2 separate regions of the Sus scrofa genome follow, and region 1 is linked to region 2. The links are chromatin contacts, called in public Hi-C maps. All regions are on one chromosome and are shown on one strand. Each heading gives the region's core, a stretch centred on a gene start, on an enhancer-like site or on the middle of the called end of the contact. The rest is flanking DNA. Distances are from core to core; before and after follow the strand shown. Region 1 holds the start of ARPC5 (actin related protein 2/3 complex subunit 5). Region 2 holds the start of RGS16 (regulator of G-protein signaling 16).

What was found. A called contact is a pair of places that touch in the nucleus more often than the background predicts.
Region 1: a Hi-C map of heart right ventricle shows a contact between it and region 2, with 4 times the contacts expected there. The contact joins the promoter of ARPC5 here to the promoter of RGS16 in region 2. A contact is called at or near these places in 1 of 47 Hi-C or Micro-C datasets (heart right ventricle) and 1 of 2 datasets of contacts at active chromatin or transcription factors (skeletal muscle).

Annotation. Positions count from the first base shown.
Region 1 is chr9:124,845,913-124,849,413 of Sscrofa11.1, forward strand. ARPC5 (actin related protein 2/3 complex subunit 5) reads right to left here and starts at 1,994. Exons shown (of 4, transcript NM_001134357.1): 1 at 1,852-1,994. The coding sequence starts at 1,994. It overlaps RGL1 (ral guanine nucleotide dissociation stimulator-like 1), which reads left to right and starts at 2,446. Exons shown (of 19, transcript XM_003357576.5): 1 at 2,446-2,860.
Region 2 is chr9:123,917,340-123,920,995 of Sscrofa11.1, forward strand. It overlaps RGS16 (regulator of G-protein signaling 16), which reads right to left and starts at 1,780. Exons shown (of 5, transcript XM_021063763.1): 1 at 1,368-1,780; 2 at 343-453. The coding sequence starts at 1,411. LOC110255525 (a long non-coding RNA gene) reads left to right here. Exons shown (of 2, transcript XR_002335963.1): 2 at 315-802. It overlaps LOC110255524 (a long non-coding RNA gene), which reads left to right and starts at 1,745. Exons shown (of 4, transcript XR_002335961.1): 1 at 1,745-1,829.

The DNA.
Region 1 (3,501 bases), core at 744-3,243, 930 kb after region 2:
ATATACATTAGCAATCTCCCAATACTGATGACAAGAGGCATCATAAGAAGATATAGCAATTCAATGACCCTTAGGTGTCAGCTTAATTTTTCTCTTTTGGATGTTTGCTCTCACAGTTCATAAAGGTCATTCAAACTACCTTAGGCCACACCTATTACATTTAGTCTCACTTGAAAGCACCAGTGAGTTAGCAAGTATGAGAAACAGAAGGCCAATCAGACTGTCAGAATGTACAGTTATTTCCCTAAAAGGAAAACCACAGAGTTCTCTTGTTCCTCCATCTGTGGTGCCTGATAGGGCTTGTCTCTTCTTGTAACAAGAGTAGAAGAGACAGTAAGACAGCATCTTTACATTTTAAGATGAACTGATTTAAAAAGCAGATCCACTCTGTGGATACAGCAGTACCATTTAAGAGTCATCATCGTTATCTAAAATGTTAGTCTCATGAAACATCATTTTTTCATCACAAAGAATGTTTTTAGACAGACATCATTTATATTCTGAAGGAAAAGGTCTGACCAAAAAAACTATGGTTGTTGGTAGACTGTTATTTTCAAGGCTTAATGGACTTCTAGAGAAGCACGCCTTCTGCAGACTGGTTCACTTATAAGACCCCAAACACTGAAGTATTTAAATAATGCAAAACAGCAACAGCTGATTGTGAAAGTCAGAGAAATCAAAGAAACATCTGTATGTTGACAAATGTTTAATGCTGTACTTTAGGTGCCTCTAAGACCAGCTGTGGTTGTGACCAAATATTTTCGCTCATATATTTCCACGTTGAATTTAATAGGACACTGAGGCGGAAAGAGTCTAAAAAGCCTTCCTTACCTTATGAATACACCCAAGGATAATGAGAAATGAGTGGGTCAGTAATTGAGAATCTTTGAAACTACAGCTTTGGTTATTGTAACATTTACATTTTCCTAAAAAAGATCTGATGCCAATACTCCCTCAAAGTCATGAATATTCAAATATGCAAAACCAAAACCCAGGAACTGACAGACACATTTTAACTAAAAGGGAAACGATTCCAGGATTACAAAATGCTTCTGTTTTGCGCAAATGATTCATTTTCTTCTATTTTATTCATTGGGGTTTATTTTAAATATTTCCAGGGATTCTCCACATGCATTCCCCGTCTTCTTTCTACTGTCCTTTGCTTAACAGGTAAAAAGCTCCCAGATTCTTTCTGGGGAGCTGCGGTGGTTTTGCACTCACTCCCTTTTCCCCAGGTAAAAAATTCTGTGCAATCTATATTTTGCCAAATCCCTGTCTCCTAAAAAAGAGCCCCCGGACTGGAAGGACGGAGGGGGCCTCAACCCTGCAAACCGCCCCATCTCTGCTGGCAGGAAAGAATCTATCCTAATGCTGCCAAAACAAAACCACTACCACGATGAAAACAAAATCACTGAAGAAAGACGCCTGTTCTCTCAATCAGACTCGGGAGCTAATGAGACCCGGGTAAATACCGTTCTGGGAGGACAACTTAAGCGCCGCGCAGCAGTCCGACTGACCAGCTGCACCGCCGCGAGGGCGCGGCCGGCCCCGCGGAATTCCCGGAGGCGAGAACTCCTGGCGCAACCTGAGGAATCCGGGGAGTGGACGGCGCGCCGGAAGGGCAGGTTCCCGAGGGCTGGACCCTGGGGTCTCGGGGCGAGTCGGTAGGAATGGGAGAGTCCCCTGCCCTCTGAGAACCCGTGACCCCCAAAGAGACCGGGTGGAGCCGTGGGCACTGGGAGCAGCTCCGCGCCCGGCTCCCGGCCGGGGCCCGCCCCCCTCACCCCCTGCCCGCAGCGGGTCCCGGAAGAAGGGCCAGGTGGGGTGGGGGGGCGGCGAACAGAAGGATATTGCCGCAGGCAGGAGTCCACCTCGCCCTCGTCGGGCCCGGCCTGCCCGTCGCCCCCGTCTTCCTCGTCCACGAACTTGTTCTCGTCGTACTCATCCACGTCTACCTTCCGGAACCGGGCCGACGACACCGTGTTCTTCGACATCCTCGATCCGGACCGGCGGCCAAGGCCTCCCCTCGGTGCTGCCTCTACCTTAGCAAGCCCAACCCGGCTGGCACCCGCAGACTGCCGCCTTCACTTCCCTCTTCCGCTCAGAGGCGTCGGCCGGCAGCCCCGGCCCGGGTGGTTCTGGGCCTGCGCGCTGGCGGCGCCTCTTCCTTCTCAGGAACGCGCTCTCCTCCAACCCTCCTCCACCACCCCCACGGCCCCCTCCCAGCCCGGGAGCGCAGGAGGGAGGGAGCGCGCTGGACGCAGTGCGCAGGTGCGGACTCGCTGCAGGAAAGGGGCGGGGCTGGGTGAAGGAGGCGGGGGCGGGAGGGGGCGGGGCAGGGGAGGGCAGAAAGCGGCGCCGCGGGCAGAGGTAAGAGGCGATTGGGCGTCCACGTGCGTCACGTGATCCCTGGGGGGTTTCCATAGAAACGCTTCTCTGCGGTCCAGCCTAGGGGGTCTTAGGTTGGCGGCGATGGGCTCGGAGGGCGGGTGGCCTTGGCTTGTGCTGCCACTGCCGCCGCCAACGACCTGCCATCGGTGTCCTGCGTAAGGTCCGGCTGGCACGGACTTGCCTGTGAGGTGGGATGGACTGGTTGCCGGACCAAGTCCCCTGCAGTTGACAGGAGTATGAGGCGGAGTGATGCACGCCCAGTCGCCCAGCATCGTTCTAGTTGTCAGAGACGTCGCTTCAGACCGTACGCCGACTGTGGCTTCGTTCCAGAGCCGGGAGCCTCTTTTTCGCGATTGGAACTACGCTGTGCGGCCAGCGGGGAGTCCCCAAGGACAGAGTCGAAAGGTCATATCTTATCTGTCAGTGCTGTGTAACAGCATCTCGACTGCACCTGCAGAATCCGAACTAGGTATCATAACCTTTGGGAAGGAGGGGGAGGTGTCTGGGCAGGGGCTGGGGTCTCGTGACAAGACTGGGATAAACCTGTGGAATTTGGGGTAGGGTCAGTCATTGACATCTTAAAATAACTGGTTGTTTGGAGCAAGAATGTTAGAAAAGAGTAGGGGCGAGTTACACTCTTTTGACGCCGAGGGAAAACAAAATGTGTAAGGATTAGTGGAAACCAAGCCTTTAAAATTTATCTTTGCCGTTTAAGATTTATATGATCCCGCTAGGCCAGCTTTTTATTATATTTGACATCCCCATTTCTGAGAGCAAAGCTCTTATTGAGCAGGTAAAAGCACTAAAACTGAGGGAATGGTTGTTGGGCTATGTGTATAGCACTGAAGTAGAAGTATTTGCAGAATAAAATTATTTTGGACATTTGTCAGGTCTAGTTTAATTCCACCTCTAGCAGAGGGCTGGCTGTTGCCCTGTTAAACCTCAATAGTTCGTTTCCTGTGCTGTAATTGAAAAGAGTACTGGGCTTAGAATCAGAGAACCCTGGCTTGAGTCCTGACTCTTCCTTGCACTCATAATCTATTGATTGATGCATACCACTTAAAATTCTGAATCTCAGGTTCCTCATTGCTAAAGTGGGGCTAGTAATGT
Region 2 (3,656 bases), core at 530-3,029:
GTTGCTGGTCAATATACAAGGGCTTCCAGGCAAAGTGCATGCTACCGGAAGTAGAGCCATTGATGAAAAGCCCTCCGGTGGTCCTGCCCCCGCCCCAGCCGTGGCTGCATGTTCAATAACATCTCCAGGTGGGAGAGTCCAGTGACTAGACATGCTGGCCCTGGGTAGATTTGTCTGTTGGTGGACTTCAAAGCCTTGAGCCACCCACCCGGTCACCCATGAGCCAGGGAGCCACCGCAGACCAGCAATCATTACAGGGGTCATCACAGTCCACCCTGACATGTCCTAATTTCTCCTTGTATTTCCTTCTCCAGGGGCCCCAGGCCGGCCGGCAGGACTCACCCGTCTTTGCTGTGTTTACTGCCCCACTCGAATTTGCCAACACTCGCGGGATCGGAGCCCAGCTCTGACTTGTGAAGAAAGATCCCCAGCCGGGTCTTGAACTCTTTGGCTCTGGAAGACAACGCATGAGCATGTGAGGAATCTCCGGTTGCTTGGCCAGGGCAGAGAGATTGAGGGGGTCCCAGGAGAGCTCATGCTGGCGCCCCCCCAAAGCTTCCTGGGACACTTGGCTATTCCCAGGGCATAAACGTTGCTTCTCTCATCAGTATCATGAACCCAGAAACAATGAAAGCAGTCTTTGAGCTGTGCCTCCATAGGTCTTATACTTTCTGGGTCTACAATACAGCTGTATTCATGGGCTTTTTGGCATTAAGTCACACCAATCTATCTTTGTGCCAGCTGATGAGCAGAAGGCAGTTCAGCACACTCTGGGCTTGTTACAAATATTTCTAGAACTGTGTGGAAGTTGATTTCTACCTTCATCTTTACTTTTTCTTTTCCAGCCTCCAGCTTCAGCAAAGATTGGTGAGGCTGAGAAGTCCCCTGGGAAGTGGGCACATCTCTCACCAGGTGGGGGGAAGGGGGGGACGCTGAAAAACACTTCCCTGCCTTCCCAGCACCTGAGGAGGCCAGGGCCCTAGCTCTGGGCTTTAAAACGAAAACCAAGTGCTTAAGAAACCAGGGAAGACAGTTCTGCCTGGTGATGCCAACACCAGGTCTTCCTGCAGCCGAGACTTCAGCAGGTCAGCCAGGTAGAACTGCAACTTGTGTCAGAGGATGGGGAATGCCAATAAGCAGCGGACCCTCTGCTTCCCTTTAATTCGCCTTCTCCCTTCTGGTGGTCCATCCTCCTCTTAGACTCTAAGGGAGGCATCTGTGAACGCGGAACCAAGTTGACCTCCACCTTTCAAGTTACTAGCGTCCCATGCTCCTGCCCACCCAGGTCCCCAAGGCTGCCGCTCCGCTTCCTAAGGTTGATGGGACTTGGACTTCTTTCTCCAGGCAGCTGGACAAGCTCCTCTTACCTCTCCAGGCAGGTGGTGGGGAAGGCAGCCAGGGTCCGGCACATGGCTGCTGATGCAGGGCAGCACGTCGTGGAGAGGATGGTGGCGGGCTCCTGGGGACACCGCAGAACCCAGGGAGGCAGAACAGCGGCAGCAGCTAGCGCCTCTATGCAGACTGCGTTTATCAAGGGGAACCTCACTGAGCCAGCGGCTTTTATTCCCTTGGAGGGGGCGGAGCGGGGCTGAGAGCCGCCGACCAATCGGAGAGCCGTCCTGAGCGCGGGCGAAGACGGAGGCGGGGCCGGGGGCTCGAAGGGGCGGGGCGCGGAGCCTAGGATGCGCCGCTACCCTGCTACCCTCGTGCAACTCTCGCACCGCAGGGGTGCTCACGGGGCTGCCCCCTCCTCCGGGCGGACGGCGGCGTGGGGAGGGAGGCGCGGCAGAGAAGTCGCACGTTGTCGAGACGCGCTCGCACCCAGTTAGGTAGGAAAAAACCCTGTCGGCCGTTAGTAAAAGCAGGAAACCAACTCAGCGGTGCCAGGAGGATTTGCGTGGGGGTGGCGGGTTGGGGAGGTAAGCGAAGTGTGGGTCACAGCCTGAGCCTGAGCTTGTTAGGGCTCCACGGAGCAGAGCACAGGGTGCAAGACAGCATATTATGCTGGTGCCTTACATTTCTTGTGCTTCTACCCAGATGGCCACGGGTCAGCCCAGGAAGCCCTTTACATCATCACCGCCATTTTAGAAATGAAGAAACCGAGTCAGAAAGTTAAAAAGACGTGCCCAAGATCAGAGTTAGAAATAGACAACTCCCCCCGTGGGCCGGGGGGCGGGAGGCGGCTTTATTGAGCAACTGCTAAGTCCCAATCCCTTTCGCTAAAACTTGAGTTAAACCCCTTGCTGAAAGTCACACAAGGTTTTGCCAGAATTCAAATATGAATTTACCACACTTTTCTCTACTGCCCTTTCCCAGCTGAGAATCCCAACACCTTTGTAACTGATGAACGCAACTTTTAAGTATTTGCTAGTTAGTTCAGCGCCCTCATCTCTGAGATAAAGGTAATGGATGCCCTGCTTCTCTCCTCACGTTCTCATAACGGCATCACAGCCTCCCCAAGGCTCCTCACATGCCTTTGGGATTGCAATTAAGAGGCTGCAGGTGAGGTTAAGTGTGTGTGATCTGGAGATGGATTTCTCACTTTCAAATCTGGGCTCTGCTGTTTACTGGTGGGAGACCCGGGACAAGCTTCTCAACCTTTTCATGTCTCCATTTCCTCGCCTCTAAGATGAAAACGTGATGCATTTATTTCATAAAGTTGTGAGAACTAGATAAATTTAAGTTGTACTTGGAGTTCCCCAGGAAACAAGGAACATAGTTCCTCTGAGGCAGAGGCTGGCTGGGGAGAGTTCTCGGAACTAAGAGGGTGTGAGGGAAGCAGGGTTGGGCAGAGGGGGGAACGGATGCTGAAGCTGGTCCCAAGGGATGCTCTGGAGTGGGATGGCCCTTCAGAGCAGTCGCTGCAGTGAAGCAAGGGGCGGCCTTGCGTCCCACATCAGCTGTTCACTGGACAGCCTAATTTTTTTTTCTTTCTTTCTTTTTTTTTTTTTTTTTTTTTTTTTTTTAGGGCTGCACCCTTGGCATATGGAGGTTCCCAGGCTAGGGATCCAATCAGAGCTACAGCTGCCGGCCTACACCACAGCCACAGCCATGCTGGATCTGAGCCGCGTCTGCGACCTACACCACAGCTCACAGCAACGCCAGACCCTTAACCCACTGAGCAAGGCCAGGGATCAAGCCCGCAAACTCATGGCTCCTGGTCAGATTCGTTTCCGCTGCGTCACGATGGGAACTCCAGGCTGGCGTAATCTTAAACAAGGCCGTTCCCTCTGCCAAGAGCAGCTCCTGGAGAGAGACTGCTGGGAGCCTACAGCAGACAGCACCCTGGGGAACGAGGGCCTGATCCCAAACGGATCTGGAAAACGCACCCCGGCCCCTGCCACCACACCTGTACGGTGCTTGGCACAGTGCTTGGCTTGTAGTCGGCACTCAGTGTACCTCAGCTCTCAGGTTTACGTAATAGGGATACTGGGCCTGCTAGACAATAAGGAAAGGGAGCGTGTTTTTGTGACTCTTGGAGTCGAAGTGTTTTTCACAAGGGGCATTTCAGAGTTGCTACTCCTCAGCGAGGCCTGGAAACGAGTCAGAAAAGAGTGCAAACAGCAGAGAAGAGGTTCCACCCGAGTGAGAGGGCCCAGGGCGGAGGCCCAGAAAAGCTGGTCAGGGAAGGGAAGGGGAAGCACCCGGAGGGGGAA